Linked DNA regions of Anolis sagrei: region 1 is linked to region 2. A link is a contact called in public Hi-C data. All regions are on one chromosome and are shown on one strand. The core of a region is the stretch at or near the end of the contact, and the rest is flanking DNA. Distances in the headings are between cores, read along the strand shown.

Region 1 (3,147 bases), core at 383-2,882, 130 kb after region 2:
CTGCAGTAATCTTCACACCTAGAAATACAAAGTCTGTCACTGCCTCCATGTTCTCTCCCTCTATTTGCCAGTCTTGTTGCCATAATCTTGGTTTTTTTAATGTTTAACTGCAACCCAGCTTTTGTACTTTCTCCTTTCACCTTGGTTAGAAGGCTCCTCAGCTCCTCCTCGCTTTCGGTCATCAAAGTGGTATCATCTGCATATCTAAGGTTAGGTTTCTTCCAGCAATTTTTACCCCAGCCTTGCATTCATTAACCCCTCATATCACATGATGTGTTCTGCATACAAATTGAATAGGTTGGGGGAGAGTATACAGCCCTGCCATATGCCTTTCCCAATCTTGAACCAGTCGGTTGTTCCATGGTCAGTTCTTACTGTTGCTACTTGGTCCTTATACAGATTTCTCGGGAGACAGACAAGGTGCCTTGGTATACTCATTCCACAATTTATTATGATCCTCACAGGCTTTAGAATAGTCAACAAAACAGAAATAGATGTTTCTTTCTGAAATTCCCAACCTTCCTTCATAAGCAACAGTACAACAGGTCTGGGCAAACTTCGGCCCTCCCGGTGTTTTGGATTTCAATGCCCACAATTCCTTACAGCCTTTTAGGAATTGTGGGAATTGGAAGTCCAAGACACTGGGAGGTCCAAAGTTTGCCCACACCATAGCTCCATTCCTTAGTACAGTGGTTCTCAACCTTCCTAATGCCTCGACCTCTTAGTACAGGTCCTCATGTTGTGGTGACCCCCAACCATAATGTTATTTTCGTTGCTACTTCACAATTGTAATTTTGCTACTGTTATGATCCGTAATCTAAATATCTGATATGCAGGATGTATTTTCAGTCACTGGAACAAATTTGGCACAAATACCCAATACGCCCAAATTTGAATACTGGTGAGGGTGATTGATTTTGTCATTTGGTAATGCTGGAGTTGCTGGGATTTATAGTTCACCTAAAATCAAAGAGCCTTCTGAACTCCACCAATGATAGAATTGAATCAAACTTGGCACACAGAATTCCCATGACCAAGAGAAAATACTGGGAAGGTCTGGTGGACATTGACCTTGAGTTTTTTGGAGTTGTAGTTCACCTACTTCCAGAGAACACTGTGGACTCAAGCAATGATGGATCTGGATCAAACTTGGCACAAATACTCAATATGCCCAAATGTGAACACTGGTAGAGTTTGGAGAAAATGAGCCTTGCCATTTGGGAGTTGTAATTGTTGGGATTTATAGTTCACCCACAATGAAATAGCATTCTGAACCCCACCAATAGAATTGGACCAAACTTCCCACAGAGAACCCGCATGATCAGCAGAAAGTACTATGTTTTCTGATGGTCTTTGGCGACCCCTCTAGCACCCCTTCGCGACCCCCACAGGGGTCCCGACCCCCAGGTTGCGAAACACTGCCTGAGTAGGTGAGCAGGAGGACCACAATGTCATTTGTCCACTGGCCCCGCCCCTCCACCTTGACACTCTCACCTCTCGACCAATCCCCGTCCACGAGTTTGTGCTTCTCCCGTTTTCATTAGTCGAGGAACGGGACAGGGCGACAGAGGCATTGTCCAATTGGGTCTTCGTTTTCTGGTTGCGCGCGCTTCCAGGAGCCCAAACCAAGTTCCTGATTGGTCGAAACGGCCCACTCTGAAAAGATGGCGGCGGCGAGCGTGTCAGTGGCGGCAACGGCGGTGGTTGGGGCCGGCTTGGCGAGTGCGGACTTCTCCGACCTGCGGACGATCAAAAAGCAGCTGCTGGACGTGGCGGAGCGGAGCCGGGAGCGCGGCCTGCAGCACAGCGGGAAATGGTGAGAGCCCCGGCGGATCTTGGTCCTAGTTCAGGGCTCCTTGTGCACCCGTAGGTTATGGACTTCAACTCCCAGAATTCCTTGCTATCAGTCCAACTGGCTGGGGTTTCTGGGAGTTGAAGTCAAAAACATGTGGAGGGACAAGAGCTTGGGATCCATTGATCTGTATGCCATGGCTTTGCAGGATGGAGAGGGTGCTGGTTAAGACTTGGTATGAGGATGGTTGGTGGTGGCCTATGATAGTTTGAGACACATGTCTCCTGCAAGAGGGACTCATTGTGACCTGCAGAAGGGAGGGATGTGGGGCCCCTTACATTTGACTGAGGGGCTGTGGATGATGGGAAGTGGAGTTCCCCCAGGCCTTGATCCTAATTCCAATGTGGATTTGGTGCAGAGCTGATCCTGGAGCAAAGAGTTGAGTGAATGTGGCATTTTAAGTTGCTCCACGCTACAGATTGAGTATCCCTTAACCCAAGCATGGGCAAACTTTGGTCCTTCCTCCAGGTATTTTGGACTTCAACTCCCACAATTCCTAACAACCTACTGTTAAGAATTGTGGGAGTTAAAATCTAAAACACCTGGAGGGAGGGCCGAAGTTTGTCCATGTCTGCCTTAACCAGAAGTCCAAATTACACCAAAACCATTATTATTATTATTATTATTATTATTATTATTATTATTTGAAACACAACAAGATGAGTTCACAGCAAACACGATCACTCTGCAGGCTGTTTTATTGGATCACACGTCGGACACTTCCCAAGTGGCTAGAACTTAATAATAATAATAATAATAATGTATATACTGCTTTTTCTCTTAACAAGACTCAAAGTGGTGAACAGTGCTAAAAACAATACAGTATATATTTTCAAATCTAAAGACTATACCCACTAAAACAATTTTTTCCACACAGGTCGCTGAGGGTGCATCTACACTGTGGAATTAATGCAATTTGACATCCCTTTCACTGCCAGGGGTCAAATCTATGAAATCAGAGGAGTTGTAACTTTTTACTAGGCCTTCTCTGCCAAAAAGTGTTAATGCCTCGCCAAACTGCAAATCCCATGATTCCCTAGCATTGAGCCATAGCAGTTACAATGGTTTCAAACTGCATTAATTCTACAGTGTAAATGCACTCTGGGGTAGGGAAAGCTTTGCTTTCAGGTGGCTCAGGGTACACAAACTTTGTTTCATGCACACAATTATTAAAATATTGTGTATAAAATGACCTTCAAGTTACAGTATATGTATGAGACAAATAAATTATTCCTGTGTTTTGACTTGGGTCACACAGCCAAGATGTTTCTATTTCAGTGTGTGTGTGTGTGTGT
Region 2 (3,172 bases), core at 406-2,905:
CTCTAGAACAGGGGTCCTCAAACTTTTTAAACAGAGGACCAGGTCAGTCTGTCAAACTGTTGGAGGGCTGGATTAGAATTTGAAAAAAAAATGAATTCCTATGCACACTGCACATGTGTTATTTGTAGTGCAAAAAAACCCAAACACTTAAGACAATACAATATTTAAAATGAAGAATAATTTTAACAAATATAAACGTTTTAGTATTTCAATGGGAAGTGTGGGCCTGCTTTTGGCTCATGAGATAGGATTATTGTTGTTGTTGTTGTTGTGTGCTTTCAAGTCATTTCAGACTTAGGTTGACCCTGAGCGGGAGCCTTGGAGGGCCGCATCTAGCCCCCAGGCCTTAGTTTGAGGACCCCTGCTCTAGAACATGGCCATATAGCCCGAAAAACCTACAACAACCCAGCGATGCCAGCCATGAAAGCCTTCGAGAATACATTAATATAATATTATTCATTTATTTATTTACCATTTTTATATACTGCTCTTCTCAGCCCATGGGTGACTCAGGGCAGTATAATATAATATAATGTAGACTAACAGAATATTTATAATAATATAATGTAATGCAATATACTACTATTTATTTATTTATTATTTATTTATCGTGTCAGGGGCAACCAGATAATTGTATTACATTTCTAACAGAACAAAAGCAAACAAACAAACAGACAAATAACAAAATTGGCAGGTTTGGTAGTTGATTAAATGTCCTTTGACCAGTATCTGGTCACTTGGAGTGCCTCTGGTGTTGCTGCAAGAAGGTCCTCCATTGTGCATGTAGCAGGGCTCAGGTTGCATTGCAGCAGGTGGTCAGTGGTTTGCTCTTCTCCATAATTATAATAATATGATATTATAATTAAATATTTATATTACATGTAATTACTAATGTTGTTGTTGTTCATTTGTTCAGTCGTCTCCGACTCTTCGTGACCTCATGGACCAGTCCACGCCAGAGCTCCCTGTCGGCCGTCACCACCCCCAGCTCCTTCAAGGTCACTCCAGTCACTTCAAGGATGCCATCCATCCATCTTGCCCTTGGTCGGCCCCTCTTCCTTTTGCCTTCCACTTTCCCCAGCATAATTGTCTTCTCTAGGCTTTGCTGTCTCCTCATGATGTGGCCAAAGTATAATGGTGTAGTACAATATAGTAATATTTAATACTGAAATTGTACTATGCTAATAACATAATATAGTGTATCTGTATATGTGTGTGTGTGTGTGTATGTATGTATCTATATATATATATCTTGTAAACCACTCTGAGTCCCCTTCCGGGTGAGAAGGGCGGCATATAAATGTCGTAAATCAATAACTATCTTCCCTTAGCCCTGTTTAGGACTGCTAGGCTGCCTCTCCTTCCACAGTCTGTTACCTGCTGCTCCCGGGAGCCCAGCTCTCAGTCCCAATTCGTCCACACTGCATCATCCACCAAGAACATCACCGGCGTAGTTCTAAGGAGTCTGTCTCCACCTCCACGGTTTAAATCTCCCTCCTCGTGAAAGGCAGGGCGGAGCCTGGAACGCATCTCCAACCAATCGCATCGGGTTGGGTAAGTCCTCTGTTCAGTGATTGGCTGGACTGGATCAGGTTGGCTATCCTCCACCGCCGAAAAATAACAAAAAGGATCAGGAAGTCCCCGCCTACCGCGGCTTCTTCCAATAAGCTTTTCCACGCGCCCTCCTCCTTGACGTCACTGCGAGCATCGGACCAATGAGAAAGCTGTTGAAAGGACAGCCGGAGCTTTTCTTCTTCTGGGCTTCGCTGATTGGCTGGGAGGGCGGAGGGCGTGGCTTGTGATTGGTTGATGTTAGGGCGGCAAATTGAATAGTCTGACATTCAATTGTGTTCTTGACGGGAAGGGCGGGGTGGGTCAGTTTGTCCACAAGGAAGGGGGGACTTTTTGAAGGACTTGTTGAGACTGCGCGGAACTGGGGGCTGCCAATTCGTATTGCTGTCTTAATTGCAGAACCTGCAGCCAGCCAGCCTTGTTAGTGGACAAGATCCAACGGGTTTGACTTTTCTAAAGCACCACTGACACCCCTTAAGGTGGGTTTCGACCATATAATACCTTTTATCTCTGTAGCTGGACATAGGTTCACCTACACCTAGAATTAATTCAGTTTGAAACCACTTTAATTCTCCTGGACCACTGCTATGGAGTTCTGGGATTTGTAGTTTGTTGAGGCACCAGCTCTCTTGGTAGAGAAGGCTAAAAGTGTGCAAAACTACACCTCCCATGATCCCATAGCATCGAGGAATGGCAATTAAAGTGGTGTCAAACTGCATTAATTTTATAGTATAGATGGGTATGAGCAAACTTTGGCCCTCCAGGTGTTTTGGACTTCAACTCCCACAATTCCTGGCCTCAGGCCCCTTCCTTTCCCCCCTCAGCTGCTTAAGCTTAAGCGGCTGAGGGGGGAAAGGAAAAGGCCTAAGGCCAGGAATTGTGGGAGTTGAAGTCCAAAACACCTGGAGGGCCGAAGTTTGCCCATGCTCAGTATAGATGCATTCGTGGTTCTAGTGCTTGTGCTGTTTCTTTCTGTTTATACAGGTTGAATCATCCTTATCTGAAATACGTGGCAACAGAAGCATTTCATATTTTAGGATATTTACATATACATAATGAAATATCCATGCAGTCATGCTAGCCACATGACCTTGGAGGTGTCTATGGACAACGGCGGCTCTTCGGCTCAGAAATGGAGATGAGCACCACACCCCAGAGTCAGACATGACTGGACTTAATGTCAGGGGACAACCTTTACCTTTTAATGAAAGATCTTGGTGACGGGGCCCAAACTTAAACACAAAATTCATTTATATTTTATGTGTACTTTTACACACATAGGCAAAAAGGAACTTTATATGCAATTATTGTAAAATAAAAATAACTTTGTGCATGAAACAAAGTTTGTGTACATTGAATCAATGTCAGAAAAAGCAAAGGTGTTGCTATCTCTGCCACCCTGGTGGGCCTTTTTGGATTTTAGAGGATTATGAAATTTTAGACAAGGGATGCTCAAACTGTATTTTGCCTTAAATGGTGTCAAAGGAGCAGAACAATGTACTGTCAGGGGAATTATTTTTGCTAATTTAGTGCATGAGAAAAAGTTTGTTTCAGGAAGAACAGATGTCCCTGTCTCAGCCACCCGTGTGGACAATTTTGG

The links. Hi-C and Micro-C count contacts between places; a contact is called where the count stands out from the background.
Region 1: a contact with region 2 is called in a Hi-C map of mixed tissue, with 5 times the contacts expected there. The contact joins the promoter of CDC23 here to the promoter of LOC132769077 in region 2. A contact is called at or near these places in 2 of 2 Hi-C or Micro-C datasets (both in mixed tissue).

What each region holds. Positions count from the first base shown.
Region 1 is chr2:76,295,997-76,299,143 of rAnoSag1.mat, forward strand. It overlaps CDC23 (cell division cycle 23), which reads left to right and starts at 1,633. Exons shown (of 16, transcript XM_060765688.2): 1 at 1,633-1,816. The coding sequence starts at 1,665.
Region 2 is chr2:76,161,629-76,164,800 of rAnoSag1.mat, forward strand. LOC132769077 (oocyte-specific histone RNA stem-loop-binding protein 2-like) reads right to left here and starts at 1,656. Exons shown (of 6, transcript XM_067464795.1): 1 at 1,378-1,656. The coding sequence starts at 1,430. CDC25C (cell division cycle 25C) reads left to right here and starts at 1,822. Exons shown (of 15, transcript XM_060765691.2): 1 at 1,822-2,051.